Regions from separate parts of the Anas platyrhynchos genome. Here region 1 is linked to region 2. Evidence: chromatin contacts called from public Hi-C data. All regions are on one chromosome and are shown on one strand. The core of a region is the stretch at or near the end of the contact, and the rest is flanking DNA. Distances in the headings are between cores, read along the strand shown. Region 1 overlaps SPTBN1 (spectrin beta, non-erythrocytic 1). Region 2 overlaps ACYP2 (acylphosphatase 2).

Evidence for each region. Hi-C and Micro-C count contacts between places; a contact is called where the count stands out from the background.
Region 1: a Hi-C map of subcutaneous adipose tissue shows a contact between it and region 2, with 2.4 times the contacts expected there. The contact joins two enhancer-like sites. A contact is called at or near these places in 3 of 8 Hi-C or Micro-C datasets (F5 follicle, skeletal muscle and subcutaneous adipose tissue).

What each region holds. Positions count from the first base shown.
Region 1 is chr3:4,263,509-4,267,216 of IASCAAS_PekinDuck_T2T, reverse strand. It overlaps SPTBN1 (spectrin beta, non-erythrocytic 1), which reads right to left. Exons shown (of 37, transcript XM_072035046.1): 28 at 3,253-3,497; 29 at 2,714-2,852; 30 at 1,502-1,586; 31 at 146-342. Among named protein-coding and RNA genes, the nearest start is that of EML6, 31 kb to the left of the region's middle. Within about 2 kb of position 1,441, at least 2 of the 8 cell types and tissues checked have an H3K27ac peak or open chromatin away from gene starts, as enhancers often do. A contact at or near this core is called in subcutaneous adipose tissue, where this site is marked.
Region 2 is chr3:4,058,770-4,062,687 of IASCAAS_PekinDuck_T2T, reverse strand. The region is part of intron 3 of ACYP2 (acylphosphatase 2); the gene reads right to left. Among named protein-coding and RNA genes, the nearest start is that of ACYP2, 18 kb to the right of the region's middle. Within about 2 kb of position 1,842, at least 1 of the 8 cell types and tissues checked has an H3K27ac peak or open chromatin away from gene starts, as enhancers often do. A contact at or near this core is called in subcutaneous adipose tissue, where this site is marked.

The DNA.
Region 1 (3,708 bases), core at 192-2,691, 200 kb before region 2:
GGCCCTGGGTGGTCAGCCTTGGTTGGCCCTCCACAGCATCAACAAATGGAGATTAGGTTGGTGGTATTGGGAAGCTACTAGGAACAATCAGCTGACACCGCAATGGGAATGGCCAAGAGGAGTTCTTCTTGTCTAAAGCACTCACCGTGGTCAGTCTTTCCAGTGCTGCAAATCTCTCATCCCAAGTAGCTGCAGATTTCTCAAATGCTTCATGCCGCTTGATTAATTTTTCCACTTCATCAACACTTTGACCTATTTCACGACTGGATAGGTAGGGCTCCTGCCCCAGCAGCCAGGCCTCAGCCACACTTGCGTCTCTTGAAAACTGATGCACCTCCAAAACTGAGTAAAGAATGTACAGACATCAGTGCTATTAATGTCAAAAAGGGCATCATGAAGGTATTGGGCATCTTCAGAATTTACTTTAAAACAGCTGGGGGAAAAAAACAAATGTATTCAGCTAAGTGTTTTCCTTAACTAAGTTCACTGAAATTAACAGTAAAAAGACAGAAATTTCTCATGTTGGCTTTGCTTTGAGGAAAAACAAAAGTTAAGGCCCACCTTTATTTCTTCTGCAGATTATTTCATTTTCTAATTTCAGTGTCTCCTTTCTGTTCTAATCTGCTGTTACCTAGTAACTTCAAAGATGAAATTCTGTTTTCTGCTGTTTTTCTTCCTCACTCTGGCCTGTCAACCAAACAGCTAGACTGAAGGCTGCAAGCCTGTACTTCAGGCTTGCCTACAATGCTACAGTTCCAGGTTTCCTTCCAGCTGAAAAAAGCTTCCACAGCTTTTGTGAATGAGATTGCAACAATTTTGATGAAGAATATGGTTCAACCACCCAAACTCAGGGACAGGCACTTGTGATTCTTTTTCTTAAAGCCTGCTGAGACTCAGAAAGAATGAATAAAGTACACAGAGCAGCCCAGAACTCCACAAAATGATTACACTGTGCTGTACATTTTGAGATGCTCGAAGTGCATGTGTTGGTAACTGTCTGCTGCAAAGCCTTCAGTCCATATGAGTTACAGAAAACCTTGTTAGAGTATCTGAACTATGTTGTTTCTGGTGTAAAAACTGGAAAATGCTCTAACATTTAAAAGTGCATCTTTTGTCAATAAACTCATTAACCTGGCCTCTCAGACAATGCTGGTATGTTACATGTGTAAGATAACAAAGCTTTACTTCCCCATATTTTTTGTCAGTACATCCTTTGTAGAAAAACAGTTGGAATGTGACACCTGCAAAACCTGGTGCATCTGTTTCACCTAGCTCCAGTTTTGGTCATACAGAGTAAGACCTTTAGGGCAGGTTTCTTTGTTTCAAGTTCTCAGTTATTTTACAATTAACAGACATGAATTTTTCAGTTAGTACAGTACAAAAACACTTTCAAGTGATGAAAAAAATAAAAAAGGAGTTTCAAGGTTTTTAAGTGCTCAGAAAGACACAGTGAAGAGAGTTAGATATAGCCCTGCCAAGAAAAATGCGAGGACATCCTTACTCAGTCTCAGCCACTCCCATCTGTCTTCCCATTTGTCAATCATTTCTTTTCTTTTCTCTGTCAGCTGCAGTAGCTTTTCCTTGATCTGGATTTAAGAGGAGAATGCAGGACTGTTACATAAGCATTAGGCAGCACGGTCACCTCACCACACTGTGTAAGCTGGTATCACAAGCAAAAGGCACTGGCATTTACTGACAGGATACATTGTGCTGGATTGTCAGGAATGACTTAAAAAAAAAAGCCATTGTATTCATATTTTTCCTTTGAAATACAAATAAATATGACATTTACATTAAAACACTACGTTTGCATAAGCATACAGTGTCTGTTAAGAACTACAGTACTAACATTATTTGATCAAAGGAGTATAATGGAGAAACAAATCTAATGGTACAACCATACAGTGTATCTTCCACGTTTTTTTATTTATAGATGTGCATATATAAATGTGCTACCTGTGCTACCTGAAGCTACTTGTGCTAACAATGACATGCCAACATAAGCACTATATCATTCACAGGGTGAATACTGGCTAGCAAAATCTTCCAGTTCCTGAGGAAATGTTACTCTGAGGCTGCTCCGCAGCACTTCTGTGTAACACAAGCACAGAAAACATCACCTCCCCAAGTGGGCAGTCTTACAACATTTGGCTATCCTCCCTCTGCAAAAGGGAGACAGGAAGAAACAAGGGTTGAGCCTCTATCCTTTGGCCTAGTCAAATCAGAAAATAAATCAAGGCCTTAGGCAGTCAAGTACATTTCTCTTGTAATATTCCCTGGATTTACTCCCTGTGAACTTTTTCCCGCTCCTTCCCCTAGAAGGCCTCTTCATAAGCATTCCAGCTGCCCTCAGCAAAATTCAGGATGCCTCTCAGTTGTCTCTGCTCTTGCTCTAAGAAATCACCTTTCCAAGCACAGCCATCCCAGAGACAGCTCTCTGCAGACTGAATGCAACAGCTTCTTTGCATTTCCTGGACTGACAGGGATACTTTAAACTTTGGTGTCATCTCTGCTCCCCGATGTGAATCCACAGCATTAAATCTTACACTAATTTCACAATAGCAAGTAACTGCAATAGTCCCTGAAGTAACGCATGTCATTATAAAAATGCACCTTATTAATCCATAAATTACACAATGCAAGTTTCTCTAGCTGAAAAGGAATCTATAGGCCAGCTGCACTGCAGTTGTTACCCGTTCAGTAAGTACAATACCTCCTCTGATGCGTAGTGTTTTCTTGCCAGTAGAGATTTGCCGAGCTCAATACAGGTAGTAAAGCTGTCATTTCGGGCATCGATTTCTGCTTTGATCCCCTGGTGATTGTTCATTAGCAGTTCAACAGAGGAGACATCCCTAAAATAGTCAATCCACGATTCAGAAACATGTCTTTAAAATTTAACAGCTGCTACATTAAAAAATAAATAAATCTAACCCAGAATGGTATGATACAAAATTTAATTCCTAGGTCGTCTTTGTAGTTCAGGAAACAGGGACTGTCAGCAGCACTTCCAGAGGGACAGCACCATTGTATTGTCAATCGGGGGTCAGATAAAGAAATGTGTGGGAAATTGCCATCACTTCAGCAGCCCCCAGCCTGTGCTGGGCAGCATAAGAGCAAGCTGCCACAACACCATCCCATTTTTTCAGCCACTCTTTCAATTTCTGGCTCAACAACACTGAGTGTTACAGATGTTCCTCAGCTGACCTGCAGCCTTATCTTCTGCATGATACTACAAAAGGTATTTCATATTACCTTGGCTTTTCCTGGGCTTCGATCTGCCGGATAACATCTTCCATCCAAAGCATGAGATCCCGAACCATGCTGAAGAAACGGAATTTGTCTCCTGTGTCCACCAGTCTAACCCTGCGGCCCTCGCAGGCATCCAACAGTGCCTTCCAGGCTTCTAGGACCTCATTTTCTCTCTTCTGGATGTCATCAGCTTTGTCCCCAGCATAGGCAGCCTGAAGGCGTGCAGCATCCTCCTGCAGCTGTCTTACCTGGCATGTGTTTGTAAGAGATAAATGAATCAACATTTGGGTATTTTTGAGTATCAAGTATGGGGGCATTTTAGCTGCTAATTCAAAATTGGAATGGCTTTCTGAAGTCATTGTCAATATTAATTGTCAATATATGTGGTCTGTCAATACTAGAAAGGTTTATTCTGTTATTCAGTCAGTATATCTCTACAAGAATGTTTCTTAGAGAAGT
Region 2 (3,918 bases), core at 593-3,092:
TGCATACTTAGAATTCTTAAATAATTTGTGAACAGGCTACCTGAAGCTATGTTACAGATTGCTATTAAGGTTTATTACATGAACACACAGTGTCCTGTCTTTTGGTAGCAGGCAGTATCTTGCCCTTCACACACTTTTCCAGTGCTGCCTCTCAAGAGATACTGCCACAAATGGAGGACTGGAAGCCTCTGTGCCAGCACGTGGGCAGGCAGAAGAGCCAGGCAGCACCTTCACTACCCATGGAGAGGCTGACACCCAGGCTGACCAGGCAGGATCTGTTGGGTTCAAGGCTGACCAGCGAGTCAATGCAGCAGCCGAAGGATGCTGTCACAATCTCAGCCATTAGAAGCAGTTTCCATGCCCAAGCCCCTTTTATTTTCTCCAGACAACTCCATGAACGAAAAACAGTGCGAGACTGGACAGGTCTGTCAAAGCTCCATTGGGAGTTTGGATTATGCATTGCTTCATTTCCAAGAATCCCCTGGCTCTACTTCAAGCATCAGGGCATGAAATGCTCTGCCTTGGTGATTTTGCCAAGGAGCAAAGAAGTGGAAACAGGAGAAAGCCCCACATGTATTACTCCCCCTGCTTACTCAGGCAGCAGTGATCACCCAGATACAATTCACTACCGTGACAAAAGCACCACAAAGCCAGGTACAGCTACACATTTTGGTTGCTCACACCAGAGGCGATATAAGGTAAATGAAAAACCAATTTAATTGGACACGATACTCATTTTATGTTTTTACTGTCACATTGACTATATTCTATCACTTCTTTCAGACAATGTCTAAACAATATACCAGATCTCTAAACCATTTGGAACAGCAGTCAGCTTTGATACTTCAGAGCTTGCTTTTTTTTTTTTTTTTAATGAAAACAGAAAAACCTCAAAAAGTTAGTTAGAGCAGGGTACTGATAATTATTAAAAAATATAAAGTCATAGGGTAGTTTATTCTGCCCGAACCTTTGAGGAATTCAGCAATTGATGCAATTGCCCAAGATGCAATTAGAAAGCATATTAAACATTGAAGTATGTGCAAGTGAGCCTTCATTCAGATATACGGACATACTAACTGTGACCCAAACAGGCAGGGACATATAGAAAACAATATATCATTTCTTTGAGAAGAATTTTACCTATAGCTGCATACCACTACTAATATGCCCGAATCAGAACAAAACTCCTGCAGGATACTAAGAACAGAATTACTGCTGTTTGAATGTTTCAGTCTGACAGAATTACAGTGTAACAGTAGACATTTTCATGGTGCAAACAATTTGTTTGAATATCTCCAGCTAGAGTGAAGTTCATCTGACAGCCACTGATTAAAACATGTTTAAAACACTGCCCGAGTAGAAAATTTTACAAACACTAGGGTCTAAGCTGGGGCATGCTGCAACTGGGAAAGGCAGCTCAGGTACAGGGCCACAGTACAGAGCGCTCCAGCAATGCCAGGCAGGGCTCCAGCCCACAGGACAGGCCTCCCTGCCTATGGAAAACCTCCACAGATACTCAGAGAGATAAATCCAGTTTTGGCAGCTAGCCAGGATCAAAATGGCAGAGATGACAAAGGACATTAGCAAGTTTTATAACAAATCACATTTATCTCTGTCCAAAAGTTCTGCAAGCTGTTAGACCACTTCGCTATTTTAGTACTATCTAAAAACGTACTTTCTTAAATGAAAAAAAGCAGAGGTCTGACACAAAACTGTAGATGCAGCACAATGAAAGATGTTAACACAATGAGGAAGTTAAACTTACAGCCGCTGTTACTTGCTCTCTGCCTAAAAACCTCAGTATAACTCCCTGGGTTCTGCCAATAGCATTCACAGCAGTAATTAGCTCCATTTATTTCTAAACCGTTACTCAGAGTAAGATACTATACTTAAGAGAGAAACCTCTGCCTCCTGCTGTGTTTTTTTGCTCCTGTCTGTGCTGCTGCCAGTCTAAAAGGTTCTCCACTTCTCTTACTGTCTCTGCAACACTGAAATGTAAAAACACTTTCATAAATGGCGCTTAAGCATTAAAACCAATACTAACTAAAAACACTGTGCTTACATTGAAATTACTAGGAGCAAAGACCAGCTACAACAGATTCTCAGAATACATCGGTTTGTGCCGAGGCGCAGTGCTGAGGACCTAATTTCCACACAGTACTATATTTTTCACACAGCTCTTTTCACCACTGCATCTCAAAATTAGAACACAAGACAGAGGAGATGGTAGAAGCATGGTATCAGAAATATTAAAGCTGACTTCAAGTGTTTGTTCCTCAGAATGCTCCTACCTCTACAAAAATAGCACTTCATCGCTTAAAAATTTCAGGATTCCTTAGGATGCAGGCATCTCAGTCAGCCACAGACACTTCCAAAACATTCATCCTTAAATAAGCACAGATGTGGGCTAAGACCTGTGTCTCCTGGCTTGTCAACTAATGTTAAATGGACTTTCAATGCCTCCTGTCATGTCTGCTAATTTAAGGCTAAACTCAGGTTGTTTTGTTCTGCAGGCACACAACAGAAAAGAAGCACTGAAACAAGTTTTGCTCCATTTTTATGTATTATACATCTTACTTTATAGGATACTATATATATGTTTAGAATTGATGTTTTCAGACTTTAAAGGTTTCAGACTTTGAAGGTTTCATACTCAAGATTCCCTCTCATGATCACTGTTATGACGACAATGTTCCTAGTAAGTTAAATTTGGCTCCTGTTATATCCCTAAACACACTGCCTGCTACAGAAATAGAACAAACAGAACAGAGGTGGGGTGACATGAGCACACAGCTATGATTCCCTCTAGCTTAGCATTCATATTTTTGTAGCATCTGTTTATAGAGAACTCAGAATTTCTTTCTGTAAACAGAAGCCTTACCCAACCAACAAAATAATAACCAACAGACAAATGTTCAACCATTTGATTAAACTCAGTTCCTACAAAGTTCAAATACCAAGAAGCAGCAATCAGTAAGAAATATTAATGTTTAAGTTTCTTTTCATTAGATATTTAAAAAATAGATTACCACCTAGATCTTTCCAACTTCTACTTTTAGGTTTTTGTCACTCCTTTAACTCAAGCTGTCAATGAGCTTCATGGAAATCAAACATTTTCCATGCAATCCCCAAACTGCCATGTCTTGTTTTACAGAAAGTGTCTTCAGTATTGGCTACTATGAGAAATCCAACATTTAAATTCCTCTTTTCTCATGATCTGAATTCTCTGCAAAGTAGGTGGAAGACAGGATTCTGCTTGTCCAGTTGGTGAAAGAAATATCTAGAAGGCAAAATACATTGCAACCTAGAGTGCAAGTAGATTGACATCTAGTGTTAAAACACTGAACTACAAAGCCTATACCACATCCAAAAAGGGTGAATTTCAAGTAAACGAAAAAAAAATTTAAGCCACAGGAGAATCAAATCCTCCGAATACAAACATGCTAATCCCCACACTACCCAATAGCTTTGCAGCTGAAAATACTGTGGCCAAGCCAATTGCAATTTTAGCCTCCCGTGATAAACTGACATGAAGTCTTATGCAGGAGTTCAGCTATGAAAACACTCATTTTGTGGCTGAGGAGCTATAAATGACCTTTGCAGTTCAGTAAACCTAGTCAGAGGATCTCCAGGTTGCTACATGTCTGTAATGATGGCTGAAGAATTTGTCCATGTACACATACATACCCTGTAGTTCATAAAATTCATGATTATTCCTAGAAAGCTATGTAGTACTTCATCTTCTAACCATTTTCTTTCATATCAAACCTGAATCTAGCGGTTTCATTTCCCCAAATATGCTAATACATATGAACTCTGCATTTATTGCACTACCTTTAAACAACACATATCAAAAAAAAAAAAAGATTAACAATTCTGTCACATCTACCAAGTTACAATGGGAACATCTCAGGCTGT